Regions from separate parts of the Zea mays genome. Here region 1 is linked to region 2. Evidence: chromatin contacts called from public Hi-C data. All regions are on one chromosome and are shown on one strand. The core of a region is the stretch at or near the end of the contact, and the rest is flanking DNA. Distances in the headings are between cores, read along the strand shown.

Region 1 (6,714 bases), core at 2,005-4,504, 180 kb before region 2:
CACTTGTTAGTTTCTGCTAAGGATCAATCTGTCGCTAGTGCACTCAGTCTCACTCACACTTGCACACGTGATGAATGGATGAACACAGACAAGCACACTGGAAGGATTTTTTGGCGTAGCAAAACCCACGCTGCATTTTCTGTTTTATCTCCCCTTTATTGACTCACTCTCAGGTGTTGCTTAGATCCCGGACACATGCTCCCATGCCCCCGAACTTGCCGTGCCATCCCACTGCAGAGAACATGGTCACCGCGCCCGGAATTCCAGCTCCACCACTCGACGCTGCATGTAAGGAAAAGACCCGGTCTTTGACGCGGCATGCACGCACAGGAGCGCCATGTCTAACTGACCACTGCCTCCTAAACTTAGGCACAAAGACTAAGCACAACGACTAAGTAAACAAGATTATATATCCTTGACATCCTAGAGTAAGAATAGCTGAGATTAGGCGTACGCCAAATTTGGTGGTGAATGCACAGACAATGATTGTACCTTATGTCCAATTAGCTATATTGCGTTGCGTTGGATTATTGTGTGTTGCTTGCTTCAACTGTTACTAGGTCAGTACCTGTGCGTTGCAACGGGAACATATAATACCATGATAACTTATATACAAAATGTGTCTTATATTGTTATAAGAAAATATTTCATAATCCATTTGTGATCCTAGCCATACATAAGTTTTGTTATTTTAATTTAGTTGTTTCACTACTACATTGCAACCATCAGTATCATGCAGACTTCGATATATGTCATGATTTGCATGGTCTCATTATTGGAGAGCACGTGCCACACCTGCCGGTAGAAGTTCCGTCGTACATCGTTAGTCATCAGGCACGCACCACCATACACGCTTGCTTAAACAAAAAATGCAAGTGTGTGTTTGCGAAGAGAATTAAAGGCAGGCCGGCACAAAAGGTACCCCGACGATGGCGAGTGGTCATTGTTGTCGGTCCACCTCTGCTCACCTCCGGTGTCGAGATGACGCCACAATCCTTGATATAATAGTCGTCGAACGCGCGCGATATGGTGAGTACCGATCACTCTTGGCTGGGCTGCCAAATAAAGTGCACCCCGGGCTCATCAGCGAGGTAGTACACCTGGTCGTTGCACCACCGGATGTGCTACTCCTCTACATACATCTTGTTCGAGGACACTCACACAACAACAACAACAATGGTCATCATTCCAGCGCACAAGAATTCATGGTCGGTCAGTAGCGACTTACGTGGCAGGTTAGGCTTCAGGTGGATGATGAGCTAGACGGCGTGATGGCGTCGTCGTAGGTTGCGATGGCCAGAACAACCCGAGAGTCGTCGACATTGGCGACGACCATGAGGTCCCCATGTTTGACGATGGACAGCGCGGTGCAGCCGCTCTGGACCACGTCCAAGCGGCGGCTGCGCCAGAGCTTGCCGTACACAGCGGCGCATGGGCCATGTAGTACTGCTTCCAGAGTTCGAACTGACAGTCGCCAAGTTTCTTCTCGTCGTCGGTGAGCGACGCCAACGCGAGCGCCTCATGCTAGTGGTGTTTGTTCGGGGTTTCCAAGTAAGAAACATGGATTCATCTTTGGCATTGGTTTATGAAAATGATTTATAAGTTAGATCCATGGAAAAATACTATGGGAATAAATGTTACACATGCAAAAAAAAGTATTTAAGTTGAAAACATTATTCAAACAAAAGAAATTGCATGCAAGGCTCTTTTTTAAATACTACTCCCTCAATCCAAAAATATAATTTAATAATCTCAGTGATACTTATCTACTACTACACATTGTGCAAGGGTAGCAGGTGGGCTTCGGGAGAGATGTATTATATGTTTTTACTATAATAGATGTAAACAAAAACACACATGTGGTGTAGTGGTAGCTACAAACACATTTATTTGAGAGGTTGCGGGTTCGAATCTCCTTGGAGCCTGTTTTTTTAATTTAATTTTAGCTAGGCATGGGATGCACGTGGGAATGGGAATAGGCTTTGTGGGAGGGGGAATGAGAAAGACATGTGATAGCCGGGAATGGAAATGTGAATGGGCTTTGCAGGGAGGGGGAATGAGAAAGACATGCAGCTGGGAATGGGCTTTGCAGTGAGGACGGAATGGGAATGACAGAACACGGAATGGTACAGTAATAGTCTGTTAGGATAGAATAGTTCTATTTCTTATTAGGAAAACACCATTTTCTTTAGCTCAACTAGGTTGAGTCCTTGGCACAGCGCAAACAGTGGTGGCAGAGAGCGATTTATGTGCATGTACAAAACCACATATAACAATACAACAATTTTAGAGAGCAAGAGAGATTATTGAGTACACGGTGAATAAAGCAAGCAATTACATGATATGATTATGTGGATTATGCTATTACACATAGGATCGATGTTGTGACGCTAGCCAGCACAGCATGCAGCTTCACAGCCTCATTTCACAACTACTACAAATCAATCACACGGTAGCTAGCGCGGAGCCCTTGAGCCGGCCGGCCCCACTCATTTCACCTCTGAGACCTCGTCCAAGGCGTAGTTGTTGGTGGACACGCCGGCGTAGTTCACCTTGTTGAACCGCACAACCACCGGGTAGCGGGTGTTGGGATCCTGTATATAATAATAATGCTAACGGCGATTCTCTAACTATGGTATTGCCATGTTCCACATTAACAAAATAAATTCTTGATTTTCTATCTATATATATATGCTCTAGCTATGACGAGGAGAGTGAGCTAGTAACCTGATCGACGGTGACGACGTTGCCGATCCCGTTGTACCAGTAGGACTCCCTCCTAAGGATCTTCACCTAGCCACCGATCAATATAATGGCACAAGAATAACCATATTAATTAAAGACCAAATCAATTGCATCAAATTGGTGGCGGTCGTCTGAGTAGCATAGACAACACGGCACGCATGCGGGGGTGATGATGAGTGTATATATTATGAACCTTGGCGCCCCTCTTGGGCCCGATCGGCGGCGGCTTCTCGGCCTTGGGCTTGGTGGCCACGGCACCCTCCCCTTCCGCCGCCTCAGCTGCGGCGGCCTCGTTGTCGGCCCGGGCCACGAGCCTCCTGCCAAGCCGGTTGGGCGCCGAGGCGAAGTTGACGCGGCCGCCGCTGCTGCCGGTGGGCACGCCCGCGGCCAGCATGAACCGCGAGGTGGCCGACGCCATGTTGGTGCTCGCCATGGGCGCGGACTCCTTGCAGCGGGTGCTCAGTTAGTCTGTCTGGCCTGGCGCGGGTGGGGGGAGAGTGAGTAAGTACGTACGAGCCAAGGGCGTAATGGCCTCAAATTGCATTGCGCGGATTATCCCCAGCCTGGTGCGCAGGGCGCCACGCGGTCCATGCCCCCCACTGGCCGGCTGCCACCTGGCATATCTTATCCGTGGCATGGATTTGGTTCTTCCTGCCACTTCGGTACGAATGCTCACGGTGGGATACGGCCACCGCAAAGTATCTTTTGCTGCTCGGCTTATCACGGTGGGGGAGGATATAGCTATGCATGACAGATACAGTTGCTTTTTGACATTTATGGAATTATTATGTCTCTTCATTTTAGATAGACGATTCTATTATTTGGAAAATATATGATAAATGTGAACGACATGTCACTTAGGGGATGTTTGTTTGATAAATCACTCCATTCAAGATAAGACGGTGCATCACGAGTCCATTACTCAAATTTGGTGGGATGACATTATTCCTCGTGTTAGTACTAACTAACTATTAGGAATGAGGTGGTGGTATAACAACTAAAATCCATTGCACAAACCAAACAAAAAAAAGTGAGGAGTGAGAAAATGATGAACTAATTTATTTCTCAAACCAAACATCCTATTAGTCTTTGCCCACAGCTCTTAGAGGTGTTTGGTTTGAGTAATCACTCCATCCAAAATGAGGTGGTGCATCATAGATCCATTCCTCAACTTTGGTGGGATGACCTCATTCCTCATATTAGTACTAATTATGATTATGAGGAATGATGTGGTGATGGATCAACTCATTCCATTGCACAAACCAAACAAAAAAGTGAGGGTTGAGAAGATGATGGACTAGCTCATTTCTCAAAACAAACACCCTATAGTGTCGCTCGCCTACTTAATACACTTCGCATTATAGTGCCCTCCACTAGTACAAGGCCCTCCACTAGTACCAGGAGTGGTTCGTAACTCATTTTCACCGTCGTTTTCTAGAACCGCTAGTGAAATGTTTTTTTCACATGCGGTTAATTGAGAATCGCTAGTAGAAATCGATTTAACCGACGGTTCAGTTAATTTGCTACTCAGAATCAGGTCAACCAGTTGAAGACTACTATGAAGACTTTGATTAAGTTCTAGGTCGTCGTCGCTCTGGTCAACCTGCATGTGTCTTGTTATCGGGATCATCATCGTCGTTTAGTTTATTTTATTAGTTATTTTTGTAAAGACATTATACTTACAAATAAAGTTTGTGACACTAGTTTCTATACACTGAGTCATCATTGAAAGGGAAATAGGGTTTAACCTTTTCCTATAAATAATTTTGGTGGTTGAATGCCCAACACAAATATTGGACTAACTAGTATGATCTAGATTATATATTCTACAGGTGCATAAAGGTTCAACACAAACCAATAAAAGACCAAAGATAGGGTTCAAAAAGAAAGGAGCAAAGAAACCCAAGTGTGCCCTGGCCTGGCGCACCGGACAGTACAACTCCGAACTGGCCACCTTCGGGTTTCTGCAGCGCCACTCTGCTATAATTCACTGGACTATCCGGTGCACCAAGCGGAGCAACGGCTACCAGCGCAATGGTCGACTGCAACGGGCACCTGCAAACGCTACAATGCGCGCAGAAGTTAGAGCAGCCACCAGAGGCGCACCAGACAGTGCACAGTACCTGTCCGGTGCGGCAACGGACTGTCCGGTGCCACTAGAAGACAAAGTTCTAACGGTCAAAACCGCCCGAACCCTAAAGGTTGGGTGACGTGGCTGGCGCACCGGACAGTGTTCGGTGGCGTACCGGACTGTCTGGTGCGCCCATCGATAGTAGCCACCCAACGGTTGTTTTGGTGGTTGAGAGCTATAAATAACCCTCAACCACCTCCACTCCAACCATCCAAGCATTCAACACATTGCATTCAATAAAAGAACAATAGACTCCACTCCAAAGACACAATTCAAGTGATCGATCTGCTCAAAGTCCCCAATTCAACTCTAGCGCATTAGGACTTGTGAGAGGATCATTTGTGTTTCTTTGTTGCTCTTGTTTGTTTGGCTTAGCTTTCTTTTCTTTCTCACTTCTTACTCTCAAGCTTTGTAAGTGAGGCAAGAGACACCAATTATGTGGTGATCCTTGCAGGGTCTAAGTGACTCGTGAGATTAAGGAAGAAGCCTCACTCGGTCTAAGTGACCGTTTGAGAGAGGGAAAGGGTTGAAAGAGACCCGGTCTTTGTGACCACCTCAACAGGGACTAGGTACTTTAGAACCGAACCTTGGTAAAACAAATCATTGTGTCATCCGCTTTATTTTCTTGGTTGATTTGTTTTCCTCTTCTCTCTCGTACTCGGATTTTATTCTAACGCTAACCCCGGCTTGTAGTGCGTTTAAAGTTGTAATTTCAGTTTCCGCCTATCCACCCCCCTCTAGGCGACTTTCAATTGGTATCGGAGCCCGGTACATCATTAGAGTCTAACCACTCGAAGTGATGTCGGGAGGATCCGCCAAGAGGGAGATGGAAACAAGCACAAGCCACGGGAAGGCTCCATCAAAAGAGTCCGACGCCAAAGGAAGGGAGGAATCACCTCCACGATTCAAGTCGCATCGGAGTGGCGACAAGAAGAAAAAGATGAAGAAAGTTGTCTACTACGAGACCGATTCTTCGTCGCCATCCACCTCCGGCTCCAACGCACCGTCCGTCACTTCTAAGCGACATGAGCGTAAGAAGTATAGTAAGATGCCACTTCACTATCCCGGTATTTCAAAGCACACTCCTTTACTTTCCGTCCCATTAGGCAAACCACCGTTTTTTGATGGTGAGGACTATTTTATGTGGAGTGATAAAATGAAGCATCACCTAACCTCACTCCACACAAGTATATGGGATATTGTTGGGTTTGGAACGTAGGTACCATCCGTGGGGGACGAAGGCTATGACTCGGACGAGGTCGCCCAAATCCAGCACTTCAACTCCCAAGCCACTACTATACTCATCGCCTCTCTATGTCAAGAGGAGTATAATAAAGTGCAAGGGTTGAAGATCGCCAAGGAGATTTGGGACGTGCTCAAGACCACGCACGAGGGAGATGTGGTGACCAAGATCACCAAACGGGAGACGGTCGAGGGGGAGCTCGGTCATTTTGTCCTCAACCAAGGAGAGGAGCCATAAGCTATGTATAACCGGCTCAAGACCTTGGTGAATCAAGTGCACATCCTCGGGAGCACCAAATGGGATGACCATGAAATGGTCAAGGTTATTCTAAGATCACTCGTTTTTTCGCAATCCTACGCAAGTTTAATTAATACGTGGTGATCCTAGATATAAGCTAATGTCTCCCAAGGAGGTTATAGGAAAGTTTGTGAACTTTGAATTGATGATCAAAGGCTCCAAACAAATCGTCAACTTGGAGCAAGGCGACACCTCCACACCCGAGTTCCAACCCGTCGCATTCAAGGCAACGGAAGAGAAGAAAGAAGAGTCTACATCAAGTAGGCTCCCCATCGACGCCTCCAAGCTCGACAACGAG
Region 2 (6,532 bases), core at 3,503-6,002:
CTAGGGGTTATGAAGCTAGTCTTTAGTCCATCTTCTTTTTTCATCCATATTTGATGATATCCTGAATAACAATCAAGCAGACTCATAATTTCCAAGGTGGTAGTTGCATCTAACAGGGAGTCTATTCTTGGTAAAGGGAATTCATCTTTCGAACAAACTTTGTTGAGATATGTGAAATTAATGCACATCCTCTATTTTCCATTTTCTTTTTACATCATAACAGTGTTAGCAAGCCACTCTAGGTAAGTAACTTCTCTGATTACTCTAGCATTGAGAAGTCTTTTTACTTCTACCTTTGCACCTTCGGCTTTGTCATCTAACATTTTTCCGAAGCTTCTGCTTCCTCGTCCTTATATTGGGACCAATATTGAGAGAATGTTCAATGATACTTCTGTCCACTGCACACAAAATCATTGGCTGACCACAGGAAGACATCTTTGTTGTAGAAGATAAATTTCTTCAAGCTTTGTTCTTCTTCTGATGATAATTATGACTCAAGTACCCAACGATCCATTATCTAGGTCACCATGGCGTGCCCACACGCCTGCCCGACACACGTGCCCTTGCGTGGCTTCGCCCTCGTGCTCGTGCAGCAAGCAGACCACGACTGAGCCGCCCCCCGCGCTCGTCCAAACGAGCCACCGTGAGCCGAGCCATCTCATCTAAAATGACTTAATATTTCTGAATGACTTAATGTAGCCTAAAATGACTTAAATGTTACATAGACTTTAGATGACTTAAAGTTACATAGAATGACTTAAATGTTGTTTGTACGCTAGAATGACTGAACCAATAACATTAGAAATATATGAGAAAACTCAGAAAATGGGTGAAACAATAATAGCTTAATGTTTTCTAAAAAATGAATTAATATTTATGTTACCTAGACTATGGAATGACTTAAAGTTATCTAAAAGGAATTTAATATTGTCTGGACGCTAGAATGACTTAATATTTTCTAGAATGACTAAACTAATAACATAAGAAATGTCTAAGAAAACCCACAAAAATGGCTAAAAACAATAAATAACTTAACATTTTCTAAAAAATGACTAAATATTTAATAGAATGACTTAATGTTGATTGGAATGACTTAATGTGGCTAGGATACGAGCCACGTGGGGTCATACCACACGAGGTGCGGAGGCGCGCGGTCGGGCGGGCAGGCGCTTGTGTCAGGATGGTCCTGGTGATGGATCGTTGGTTCCATCACCCGAGGTGATGAATAAAGTATATATATACATGTATGTATGTATAAGTATACGTGTGTGTGTGTATATGTTATATTGTGAACTTGTCATATTATGAACTTTTGATCTTTGTAAACTTGTTATATTACGAATTGTGGACTTGTGATCTTTGCAATCTTTATTGTATTATGAACTTGTTATATTGATAGATTACCGATTGTATTTTAGATTTTGACTGTTACCGGTGTATTTTCCATACCGAGCTTTCGTTTTCAATGTTTGCGAAATTCCGACATCGTTTCCATTTCCGGAGTTACCATTTTCGATTTTGTTTTCGATAAAAATATGAAAACGGTAACATTTTTTGTGTTTCTGGCCGTTTTCATCCCTAGATGTAGGGCTCTATGTTGCACCCTTCTTTGAGCTTCCTTCTTCTGCTTTTTGTTGCTTGGTTCGAAGCCTGATCCTCTCGTAATTGGAAGAATAAGCTTCCTTAAGCTTGACGACTAAGTGTCGAAGCTTATCATGTTCTCCGTTGAGGTCATGAATTCACCTAAGGTGGGCGCCAATGTTGGTCACTTATTTTTGACTCATGAATAAAATAAAAACAAGGCAACACAAATGGACATACCTTCTCTTCACCCCCTAATCAACTCTCCGCAAAAGTGTTAATTAAGAGGAGAAGGCAGAAGATGGTTGGATAAGAGTTAAATTGCAGATGAAGAAATTATAACACAAAATGTTCTAAAATACTCATATTGAGAGTGCTATTCTTCTTCATCCTCTTATTAATAATGATTACAATTGTACCTTCGGCCTTAGAAAACAACATGAAGGTGAAAAGGAGCAAATACGAGCTTTATAGGTGCAACAATTCGATTTTCTCCCTCCTGGAACACGTACTCGTTTGTGTGGTAATGTACCTCTATTTATAGTGGCGAAATAGAACTTCGTAAAAATTACAACCATGTCCTCAGTCCTATACACATGAACTATAAAATCAACTAAGGGTATTATCACCATTTCCTTTGTAGCCGTCTTGAGCAAGCCTTGAGGATTTCTTCTTCTATCTTTGTTGACACATTCACACTATGGAGCTGAAGGTCGTTGTTCGTCTTTGTGTTTGTGTGTTAGTTGCACATTGTTTCCAAACGAAGGTGACCTTTGTCGACCGCTCTGTTACACCTAAAACAGACTTATAAACTATTGAGAAATCAATGCTTTGAGGACCTTAGGCCGAGAAAGGCCCCAACATTGATGTAGTTCATATTTTCATGGACCAACATACATTCTTGTTACCTTAAAGAATTTGTTAGTCCACACATGTTGCCATTAATTACCAAAACATAAATTAGGGCCTATATGCTCATAGAGTGGATGGTTGGGGGCACACGATGCTGGGGCGCGGAGGCAACTACGATGGGCATCGAGGCCGCCGTCGCTGCATGAGACCATCAAGGGGGAGGTGGGAAGAGAAGAGCACAAGTGTTGGGGCGACACAGTGGCCTGTGAAGAACGATGACGCAGAGGGAGGCATGCTCTATGGACGAGAGAGAGAGAGAGAGAGAGAGAGAGAGAGAGAGAGAGAGAGCAGTAGCAGTTAGAAAGAGGAAGCTGGTGGCAGCCATGGGAGAAGAGGGGACTTGAGGCGGTGGAGGAAGGACCTGACAATGTGAGAGCGTTGCTGAGTGACATAGAGGCAGGGGAGGTGTAGCTCGGGTCACCGGCCGCCGGAGAGTGGAGCATGACCATCCGCACGACAGGGGAGTTGGCGCATGGGGCGTCGACCACCGACGTGACTGGGCAAGGGAGTTGCACGTCTGGCGAGAGGGTAACCGCGATAGTGGAGTGGGGGCATCGCTTGCCGACCGTCGACGTGGTTGGGTAGGGGAGGCACACGCCGAGGGAGATGGGAACCACGACAAGGGTTTCACCAGGTGGTCGCATCAAAGGGGGATGGGGGAGCCTGGCGTAGCCATGGGAGGCTCGCTAGCCATGGAGCAGGCGACGCTTAGAGCTTAGAGAGGGAGAGAGGAAGAAGGCAGAAACAGTGCCCTGATACCATGTTGTAGGGTGAAACTTTTAACCCTAACCATGGTTGGGATGCTATATTAATGATGTGGGCTAATCTAAGCTTGTTACAGCTAACACATCCAATCAAAGAAGAAGAAAAGAAAAATGTCGTTGTGGTTAGCGATGAAAACGGATGGAAAAACCCTTCTCCCGTTTCGCTCATGCAGTTCATTGTCGAAAATGGGTGCAGGAGCGGAACAACCACGGATGGAAACGAGTCTGAGTTACACGGGTTTACGGAAACGAACCAATACAGTCGAAAATTAACCGAAAAACGAACGGAAATTACCTCAACGAAAAAATTACCTGGAAACAAATAATCACAAGGTGTCGTAGTCGTAGTCCAAATTCAAATTCAACAGTCCACTAAACAACGAGAAAATAAGTCCACGTGATTATATGACCACATGTCCACATAGACATTAAACATGTCACACTCACACATTGACACACATACATACATAATAAAAGTTCTTCAAGGTCTTCATGACATCTAGCATTTGCAAATGATTCAAACACCAATTCACCATGACATCGGGCATTTGCAAGATTTCTTCACGGTTTGTCATCTTCAGCCATGAATTGGGAGCAGATACTTGAAATTTAGAAGCAGCAAGCGCTACGAAATTGAAACAAGCAAATGCCTGAATTTTAGAAGCAAACATGTATGCATGTAGGATGCAACAACCAACAAGCATCATTGCGCCAAGCAGCAAGCGTCATTGCACCAAGCAGCAAGCAATTGAAACAAGTAAATGTCTGCTGCTGTTAGAACTTGCAAGCAATTGAAGCAAGCAAGGTGTGAGGTTGATCCACGACTAGACCGCGTGATTACTAATTCTTCGATGGACTGGAGGACTAGAGGTGTGGAGGAGGTCGTTACCTGAAGGCGAAGGTCGATGGTGAGCTGGTTCCGGTGCCGTGCTGCGTGCTGCGTGCTGCACTGCTGGCCCGACGTCTAGCGTGGCCTAGCTGCCGAGATGGCACAAGTGTGTGACAGCGGCCGCGAGCGAAGGTGAGTGGGAGTCCCGTGTCCGTGCTCGACGTGTCTCGACAATGGTGAGTTGGTGAGTCGCGGAGTCGGTCGTTGGCGTGACGGTGCCTGGAGGTGTCTTATGTTGAGCCACGTCACAGCGTCCACGTGCCGAACTGGCAAACATGGGAGTGGGCTTAGGGTTTCACGTGTGTACCGTTCCTTAGCCTATTAGGCTTGTCGCATTGGGCCTAACGGTGAGTGGTGACGGCTTTACAATGTACACCTTGTGGCTGTGGGACTTAATCTTCACGTTAAATTTGGAAATATCCAGATGAAATATAGGATCTCAACAATCAGAACGGAAAATAGTATTTCTCATTTTTGTTTTGTTCCCGCAGACTCTCAACTCGTAACCTGTTTCGTATCTATATTTTCCAAAAATCCGAAAACAGACGAACGATGTATAGAAAACGGAGCTGATAGGAACGAGATTTTTTACATCCATTTTCATCCCTAGCTGTGGTCCCACAGGTCGCACCATTCTCCCCTCTTCTTCCGCCGATACACACGCCCTGCACGGGGGCTCGCCGAGGCTTCAGTTTACTACTGAAGCACGCACCGCAGCGTCTCCACCTTCTGCTCAACCTCCGCTTCCGTAGGTGCCGGCGCTAAGCGAGGATCCCTCCGTTCATCGGTCCCGACGGCACCTCGACTCGTTTCGTCGGTCGCTGGTAAGGAAGCCCTAACTATTTTCTTCCTCGGATTGACTGCTTCCTTTTTCGAGTTGAGATCAGTTCAGTTGGAGAGATTATCTATTTCTATGCTTGTGTGCCCTCGAATCCAAATCTTCCTTTCGTGGTGCGGATGCGTGAACGGTCCTCCAATCCAATCCCCTTCGAGGTACATGGACTGCTTGCTTGCTTGATGTGTGGTGGACCTGTACTGGTAGCAGCATGTAAATTATTAACTTTCTCTTGGGATTGGTGGAAACACCAAAGGTCGCCCCTGGTAATAGCGGAAGAACTTGATCTTATACGTCTTTTTTTTCTTCTTGGGATCTCCTTACGGTTCCAAGATGTACTGGTCTCCACGCCCTTGTTGAAAAGGCTGGCTGAAAGCGACCCTCATTGCTGCAATCACTTGTTCACTCACCTGAATAGTGAATGCTATCTGAAATGTATAACTCCAAACCCTCTGGAAAGAGAAATAAAATGGTACCTGCTAAGTTATTCTCAGACTTACAGCTATCAGCCTACTAATATGTGAATAAATTTGTTAGCTCGCACATTAAATAGGTCAAACATTCATGCTAACTGCCTTACTAAATTTGTTTGATGAGTATGGACGGATTGTACTAAATTTTTGTGATGAATACAGACGAGTTGTACGCCGGCACCTATTGGGCCTGTTTGGTTCAGTTTTTTTCTGACCATATTTTCTGAGAATCTAGCCGTGGAGAGAATCTGGCTGTGGGAAGAATCTGAGTATCGTGGGGATTACGGGCCTGTTTGGTTCGTGTCTAACTGCGCCACACTTTGCCTAAGGTTAGTCGTTCGAATTGAAGAACTAACCTTAGGCAGAAAAGTTAGGCAAAGTGTGGCAAGTTAGGTAGCGAACCAAACAGGCCCTACATGCGGAGAAATATGAAATGGATCAAAGGGTTCAGGATCTAGAAAACGATGGATTCCTACTATCGTTACTACTCGACCGATTCTGTGTTCATTTTGATTTTGAACGGTTTTTAACGATTCTTATAGAAGTGGGCTGAAAAGTTGGGGCGTTTGGCAGTCCGCAACAGCTTTTGGTGGACATAAACTAAAAAAAGCCCAAACAAACAGCTCCATTGACTGATTGATTGCATGTAGTCATGCTGCTTGTGTATGAGGAATGCCTTCTTTCTGAACTTTCCATTTATCTCTAATTGTTGTGTTTTTGTTGCATGTACCGAAGTGGCGACGGGTGATTGACTGCGATATGAGGCAATGGTTATGTTGTAACTGCCACTTTGATGACGAGGAAGATGGCCATGACAAGGAACAGGCCAAAGCTCAGAGCAATAAGATAGACCGTACGATGCTTGCTTTCAATGCTTTTCTTTGTTTGGTCCTGTGAATTCTGGTATGACTGGGCCAGTTGAAGGTTATGTAGGGACCAACCTTTTGTTCTCTCTTGACGTCCATGGGAGTTAGGAAACTTCAGTCGTATTCATTCTGAAGAACAGCTCAGAGCAGTTTTCTGGCCATTCACAGAAAGTTTTCATGTTCTTTAATGTGAATCAGATTATTACTGGATT

What was found. Hi-C and Micro-C count contacts between places; a contact is called where the count stands out from the background.
Region 1: a contact with region 2 is called in a Hi-C map of ear, with 3 times the contacts expected there. The contact joins the promoter of LOC100283085 here to the promoter of LOC100273536 in region 2. A contact is called at or near these places in 2 of 25 Hi-C or Micro-C datasets (ear and leaf).

The regions. Positions count from the first base shown.
Region 1 is chr7:39,029,503-39,036,216 of Zm-B73-REFERENCE-NAM-5.0, reverse strand. LOC100283085 reads right to left here and starts at 3,254. Exons shown (of 3, transcript NM_001155987.2): 1 at 2,939-3,254; 2 at 2,728-2,793; 3 at 2,307-2,594. The coding sequence starts at 3,178. The coding sequence ends at 2,490.
Region 2 is chr7:38,852,481-38,859,012 of Zm-B73-REFERENCE-NAM-5.0, reverse strand. It overlaps LOC100273536 (putative protein kinase superfamily protein), which reads left to right and starts at 4,752. Exons shown (of 8, transcript NM_001147954.1): 1 at 4,752-4,970; 2 at 6,190-6,307. The coding sequence starts at 6,214.